2 separate regions of the Hordeum vulgare genome follow, and region 1 is linked to region 2. A link is a contact called in public Hi-C data. All regions are on one chromosome and are shown on one strand. Each heading gives the region's core, a stretch centred on a gene start, on an enhancer-like site or on the middle of the called end of the contact. The rest is flanking DNA. Distances are from core to core; before and after follow the strand shown.

The links. Hi-C and Micro-C count contacts between places; a contact is called where the count stands out from the background.
Region 1: a contact with region 2 is called in a Hi-C map of seedling, with 4 times the contacts expected there. The contact joins the promoter of LOC123446550 here to the promoter of LOC123448808 in region 2. A contact is called at or near these places in 3 of 6 Hi-C or Micro-C datasets (leaf and seedling) and 1 of 1 datasets of contacts at active chromatin or transcription factors (embryo).

The regions. Positions count from the first base shown.
Region 1 is chr4H:423,724,054-423,727,994 of MorexV3_pseudomolecules_assembly, forward strand. LOC123446550 (calcium-binding protein CP1) reads right to left here and starts at 1,995. Exons shown (of 1, transcript XM_045123122.1): 1 at 997-1,995. The coding sequence starts at 1,699. The coding sequence ends at 1,196.
Region 2 is chr4H:423,417,175-423,421,022 of MorexV3_pseudomolecules_assembly, forward strand. It overlaps LOC123448808 (protein SUPPRESSOR OF QUENCHING 1, chloroplastic), which reads right to left and starts at 1,298. Exons shown (of 28, transcript XM_045125827.1): 1 at 787-1,298. The coding sequence starts at 1,165.

The DNA of each region.
Region 1 (3,941 bases), core at 745-3,244, 310 kb after region 2:
CGGTTCGTCGCCGCGTCGCCGCCCCGTCCCGTTCGTTCCGTCGCCCCGTTTCTGCCTCGTTGCAGCGGTGCTTATCCTGTGTGCCGTACGCTTTGGCTGATGACGATCCATGTTGACTGCAGGTTATGTGAACAAGTGTATTATTAGGTGCAACATGGACTTATAAGTCCTTGTAAACAAACAGATAGGGACTCGGGACTTATAAGTCCCTGTAAACAAACAGGTAGGGACTTATGACTTATAAGTTGGGACTTCAAAAAGTCATAGGACTTATGAAACAAACAGGGCCTTATTGGTTTAGGGACTTAAAAAAGTCCCTATAAGTCCCACCTAAACCAAACACAAGGGACTTATTGGGACTTATTATGGTGATTTGGGACTTATCAAATAAGACTCTCAGGGAGGAGCTTATTGGGACTTATCCCGGGCCGGACCTACCCCGCGTCGCTCCAGGCTCGGTCCAAGCACGCCGTCCCGCCTCTTGCCCCGTCGCCGCCCCGCCTCTCGCTCCGTCGGTTCGGTTCGCCGCCCCGTCCCGTTCGTTCTGTCGCCCCGTCGCCGCCCCGTTCGTTCGTCGCCCCGTTTCTGTCTCGTTGCGGCGGTGCTTATCCTGTGTGCAACCTGGACTTATAAGTCCCGGTAAACAAACAGGTAGGGACTCGGGACTTATAAGTCTGTGTAAACAACATATAGGGACTTATGACTTATAAGTTGGGACTTAAAAAAGTCCTAGGACTTATGAAACAAACAGGGCCTAATATAAAAGCGTTTAGATTATTAAATTAACGATCTAAACATTGTTATACTTCCTACCTCTCAAAACAGTTGTCTTAAACTTAATACAATTTTATACTAGAGCTAGTACAACATTGAGATACTTATTTTAAGTCGGAGGAAGTATTAGTTTAGAGAGGGAGTACAATACAAGGTTGCACTTGTACGATGCTGTTAATCAATGAAATTATGTGGGTTCAAAAGAAAAAGAGTCTAGACAAGTTTCTCAAAGATTTTCGATTTTTTATGGGTAACAGCTAGAATACATTCAAAACTCACGGTTAACGAGAACCACTCAACAATCACTCTCACGCGGTCACGCCAGCCAGCTCGCTCTCCCCACCAACCAAATTTGGGGGGAAAAGGTCCCAACAAATTCAAGTCTAGTATAGCACTTTACATTCCGATAATTTTAGTTTCTTCAGACGATGGCACCAAAGTCCACGGCGAGTATTCTGGCGAGCGCCTCGAGCCCCACGCCGCCGTCGCCGTCACCAGCCATACTTATCATGGCGCGGATCTCGTCGTCGGCGACCGGCATCCCGGCCCACCCGAGGTAGGCCTTGAGGTCCTCGAAGCCGACCTTGCCGTCCCCGTCGCGGTCCATTAGCCGGAAGGCGTCCTCCATCGCGGAGCGGCACCCGCCGTCCGTCCCCGCCTTGGCGGCGCGGCCGAGGAGGCCCTCGAACTCGTCGTACTGCACGAAGCCGTCGAGGTCGGCATCGGCGGCGGCGATCATGGCCTCGATGTCGTCGTCGTCGAAGCGCTCGTCGGTTGCGCCGGCGTTGGCGTAGAAGGACTTGAGGTCGTCGCGGCTGATGCGGCCGTCGTGGTCCGCGTCAAGCACGTCGAATGCCGGCCGCAGGTCCCCCGCTCCGGCGCCGGCGGGGAGGTCAAGGCCCGCGTACCTGCCGCCGGGACACATGCTTGCTTCGGCGGCACTGCGGGAAGGGAATGGGGAAGCTCGCGACAGCCGCACAGCGAGATCGGAATGCGATACTCTGTTTGTTTTTTCTCGAGGCGGAGAGGGATGAGAGGCTATTTGGTTGGTTTGGCGAGGAGAGGGGGGCCGTATTTATAGGCGGCGGAATAGAATTCTCCAGCTCGCCAGGAGGTTATTCCTGGACCTCGTCTACGGACTGCCGTATATCTGTATCTCACGTTTCGATCTGGCAGATTCGCACCGGGACACGGGTGTTTCGTGGAGGTGGTGCACCGGGTTTTTCCGGGATTGCTATGTCAACGCGGGTGATTAGGATATTTAATCGGTCTGATTCGCGATTTGAGGTTAGAGAAAGCTTGGAGGGCAAGGAGCCGAGCGTGCTTTCTGGGGCCACAGGTTTACGGCGCTAGGTTGGACCGGCCCAAACGGGAAGACGTGTAGGCTGACATCACCAGTCGGTCGCCTGGAGGAGCTCTGGCCGTTGCTTTCGGTGTGAGATCCTTGGTGGCGTCAGCCCCACTTGTGGTTGAGTTTGTAGTAGTGTCTTTCGGAAGGAAGGCTGCTTGGGTGTGCAACACCACGCGCGTGACAGTTCGACCCACCTTACGTTCAAGGAAGGAAGGAAGGAAGGCTGTGCAGCTAACACCACGCGCATGTCTTCTTTGAATAGCGTCTCCGGTCTTAAAAAAGCACGCCGGTTTCCTAAAATCACTCAAGTACGACTGGTAAGTTGTAACCACCAGTCAAATGAGGATGCCGACGTATAGGGTGACAAGTGCGGTTGCCAACACATCGGCGTCGACTTGTTTCTCACTGGCTTCCTGTGGCTATACTATTACTGGTTGCCTTTCGTTCACACACATTCTGTGATCTAAACTGCACTTGGCTATGCAAAATCGAATACGAGTGCTCCCGAAACCTTCTTCCTATCAGCGGGCAGTGGCTTATGGGCCGCGAATGCTGACAAAAGCTTCCGATTCCAATTTGTGTGGAGGCGGAACCCTATACTCGTGCCTCCACGCCGACGGTAAAAACAGCTTTCAACAATGGGGGAATCCGTCAAGAGCCAATCTGCTGACGGAAGAGAATCCCGGACACGTGCTCGCTGCTTCCCGCCCGTGAATCCACACGATCCACGACAAAACGATCGACTGCTGCCATCAAGTCGGTCGAGCGTGCATGTGACTGGAGGAGAACCGCGCTACGTGGCAGCAGGAATTACTCACTTTAGTGGCCGTGCATTAGCCCTTTGCTCTGTCACCAGAGGACGCGTGTGATAGAGCCATACTTAGCTTCCGCCTGAGTACGTCGATGCTGTCACGACCGGCCGTGAGATCATCTACGGTCACATCCCTCATTCATGTTTCAAACGTATGAACGGATCATTCCATCACTGATTGATCATAAAAATGTACTTCATCTCTTCTAAAATAATTGTCTTAATTTTGTATTAGTTTTAGTATAAAATTATACTAAGCTTAAAACGTTTATTTTAGAACGGAGTGAGTAACTTAATTGAACCTTTTATATCCACGTGAAACGTCCGGGCTAACCGGTACGCTTATATCCAGTCCAAATTGGACGACTATGAAGCGGCACAGTCACGTCCGGTCGCGTCCACATGACACGCCTAGCCTATCACTGATTCCACCACTCTTCCATAAAATCATCACTTCGGGTGCCTCGTTCCGAACTCTAGCTCACTCTCTCTAGCTTCGTCCCCTTCTTCCCCTTTTCGAGTCCGATCCCATCGAGTCCAATGTCGAGCTCACGCACGTGCTCCGGCTCCAACGATTTGGACGTCGACTCCGAAAAGTTGGCCCTCCGCATCATCTTGGAGCGGTCCAAGATGGAGATTGGCGGAAGCTCCGGATTTGGAGCTCAGCCGCAACCCCCGCGCCGGTGGAGCTATGACGCCAGAGGTGGACCCTCCCGACCCACACGCAGCTTCACTAGGAGTGCTAGTCCGCATCTGTCCCCGCGCGTTGTCCTACCCGTGCATGCCGCTCCTCCACACGGGCAGAGTTGGGTCCTAGTACCCGCGTCGTTGGCCCATGCGCACACTTCGAAATCGGAGGCGCACACCGCCCCAACCCCCCGGTGAGTGGCAGCGGGCAAAGGAGAGGAAAGCAGAGCAATGTGCGCATCGCCGCCACGGGATGCTTGCGGATCCCGATAAGGACGAACGCCTCCTCACATGGGTGTATCGTCGGTCTCTCACGAC
Region 2 (3,848 bases), core at 48-2,547:
AAAAAAGTAACGAGAGAAGAAAATGTACACAATTAAATGTTTGATAATTGGTATCATGTCCACCAATGCAGGGATTGGTAGAACATTTATGCTTATAGCTAGAGCTAACATACTCTCAAGAGTACTCTGATGTGACAGTATTTTTTCAGTTCAGTAAATGGCTCTATGGGCTGTGACAGAATGTTATTGTTTTAAAACTAGAAAACTAATTTGCGAGGGATCATGGTTACTGTCAAATAAGCATATAACCAATTAGTGGCCAATGAAAATACCAAGGAATCATAATGATCCTTACAGACTGCCGAATAACACAAATTAGAAAACTTAAGAAGCACGGAACTTGGTTCGAGCATACTGTTCAATTATTCTGCTGCGGAAGTGGTGTACAATGTACTATCAAGCCAGTTACAACCGAAGTACAGTCGTACAGATACACGTTTAAAAACAATAAAGTACTTCCTCCGTTCCTAAATATAAGTCTTTCTAGAGGTTTCACTAATGGATTACATACGGATGTATATAGACATATTTTAGAGTATCGATTCACTTATTTTGCTCAGCGTGTAGACACCTATTGAAATATCTTAAAAGACTTATATTTAGGTACGGAGGGAGTAGCTCGTAGTTTTAAAAGCAATATATGTAGGTCATATTGTGCATACAGTATCTGTAGTTCAGATTACACGCAACTTAATAGGATACCAGCATATAGGATGGGATGGTCGTCAGAGATCGCGAACTGCATTTCCGATCTGACAGTACAAGTAGCACAGACAGATAAGTCACCTGTGCCCGTGAAGGGGATGAAGTCATCCACGTTGACGTCGACGCCCATCTCGGCGAAGACGTCCACGGCGGCGCGGCGCGACGGCTCCTCGCTGTTGCAGAGCACGCCGTCCATGTCGAATAGCACAGCCGAGACCTTCCCCCATGCCCCCGGCACCGCCTCGGCCTCCGACGAGGAGGGCGCTGGGGCGGAGGCGGAGGCGGCGACGACGGGACGTCGCCCCCGGCGTGGGAGTTGCGGGGCGGCGGCGGCGGTGGCCAGGGATAGGGCTTTCGGTAGAAGCAGAGGGCGGAGCGGTGGTGCCGGGGAGGCCAGCGGGTAGTGCCGAGAGGTGAGCAGGCGGTGGAAGCTTCTAGAAGGCACGATTTGCCGCGCCATTGTAGCCGTTGGGGACCGCGAGCTCGGGAGTAGGGGGAGCCTGCGGCGGTTTATGTGGCGGGGCGGCCACGGTGCAAGAGCGGGTGGATATCTGATTCTAAACGTGGCTCGTCCTTTGCTGCGGTCTCTGCTTGGGTGCTGCGACCTTATCTTGGCATGATCCACACAAAATGCAAGAAGGAAAATGAGGCGGAAGAATTTAGGAAACGTTTATACACGGTGCTGGTTGAACCATTTCGGCAGGACCCATCGCGTTCGGTTGATCTACGCGGATCACGCGCGTCCTGTCTGTGCACGTCGTCGTTGCCCCCTCCCCCGTACAAACGCCGCCGTCACGTGCGTCCCCTGTGCGCAAGCCGCCGTCGCCCCTTCCCCTGCACAGGCGCCGCCGCACGCCCTCGTACCTTCGCTGGCGTCCCCTTTAAGTAGGCCGTCGTTGTCCCCTTCCCCCCCCCCACCCGCACGCGCCGCCGCACGCCCTCGTACCCTTCGTTAGCGTTGCTGCAAAACCACCATCGTCGGTGCTCGGGCCGAGCCACGGAAGATGCCATGGCTGCCTCCTGTCATGGACGGATCTGTGCGTATGCATCTATTAAAAAAAGCTACAAGCAATGTGCAAAAAGCTTCAAACGGCATGAAAGAAGCTTCAACCGGCATGAAAAAAGGCTTCAAGCGTTGACGGAAATTTTGCTACAAGCGTTGGCATGGCGAGCTGCAACCATGATGAAAAAATGCTACAACCATTATACAAATTTGCTACATTCTTCATTTGATTTGCTGCAACCGACGATGTAAAAAGCTTCAACCGGCGACATCGAAACATAAGAAGCTGCAATAGTTGACACAAAAGCTTCAACCACAGACCAACGAGGAAAGCCTGTCATTTTTGCTACAACCAGCAAAAAGCTTCAAACGACATGGAAAAAGCTTCAACCGTTATGGAAAAAGCTTCAAGCGACACGGAAAAAATTTCAACGAAAGTGAAAAAAGCTTCAAACCGGCGGCGTCGACGGCGACGAGCTCCGGCGAGCGGCTCTGACGAGCGCGCCGACGAGCAGCTCCGGCGAGTGGCTCCGACAAGGATGCTGGCGAGCGCGCCGACGAGAAGCTCCGGCGAACGGCGGCTCCGGCGAGTACGGGGTGTGTTGTGCTGCTTCAAGCTCAGTCCCCTCACGGGAGATTACGGCCGGGGTCAATGGCACTCATGACGCTGCAATTTTCCAGAGAAAGACGATGCAAGAGATTGACGAAGAGACAAACCAATCTGATGGCTAGCAGCTGTTGCATCGCAGGGTCACGCGTCGACCGACGGGGGCGCTCGCGCCGGTGCGCCGGTAGAACGGTGCCCAAGAATTTACAAGTTTACAACCACAGACAACGGTGTTCGAACATTTTTTTTCGTCTCGAACGTAAACGTTAGGATCACTTTGGTCGCTGTATTTCAGAGGTATCACGGCATCTCTACGAGATCCCGCAAAAGAGCGTGTAAAATTCCGACCGTTTTGCAAGTTCCTGCTTTTTTTGGCCCGAAAAGATCCGCCAAACAAAGCTTGACCCATAACAAAATTACATGTGGTCCGCGTATTCATCCCTCCGGCGCTATATTTACAGGGCCGGTCGGGTTTTAGGGTTAGCAAACCCTATCCCCTCCGGTGCAATTTGCACGTTGCGTTGCTAGCCCCCTTCAATTGCGGCGACATATATCGTTGTTTTCTTTCTCCTCGATGGTCGATGATGCTCATGGGCGCGGCGAACGTGGCGGGTCGCTGCCACGCAAGCTCGCACGGCATGACGCGGAGGCTGGCGGCTCTAGTCAGCGTGTCGTCGAGCCATGGTGCTCGAAGTAAGCACGTGACCGCGGTCGGCTCTTCCGCAGCGGCAGGCGGAGCCCTTGGGCCGACTTCCATGAGATCGGTGCCAACCTCTTTCCGCACTTCCATAGGTGTCGGGTGGTCGATACAGAGCTCATAGCCGCGGAACGTGTGGTGGTGGCCGGTTAAGAAGGCGTCAATGCCAAGGAGGAGCATGCCCTTTGCCAACGCGCTCGGAAAGTCCACTGCCAAGTTCTACCTCGACGCCGATGAGTGAGACTGACGATTTAGGTTTAATGTGTAGCGTGAAGTTTGTATTTTCTATGTATGCACTATGATTGCGGAGATATTTTTGAATTTGCACTATGAGATTTATGGGATTTGTTCCGTCATAGCTTTCGCGTTCCCGCAAAATCATTTTGGGGGGAACCCTAATTGTAGTGGATCTGCAAGAGATGCTCTCAAAATACCATTAGCATACTTTGACAGGCGTCCACACCGTCGGCTGCGCCAGCTGGACATGCTCGGGTGGCAAATACAAACCCACTCTCTTCTATACGATTGTACTGAACGCCTCTGCGTGTCCACCGCCGAACCACACGGCATGCCACCACCAATGGCAAAGCTCTCTTGTTGCTTCCCTCACTCTCTAAAATCCTCCGTAGATGAACACTTACCAACACCAACACCGCACGCCCAAGCATCTTCCCAGTAAATCGCAAGCACCAACCACACACCTACGATGCACGATACAGTAAAGTAGGTTGATGACTTGGGGGGAAAGAGATGGTTGACGGTGTCCTGGATTAGGAGGCGCTTGCCATGTTGGTCTGCCAGTCATGGGTTGGGCCGAGGACTCACCAACAACTAAA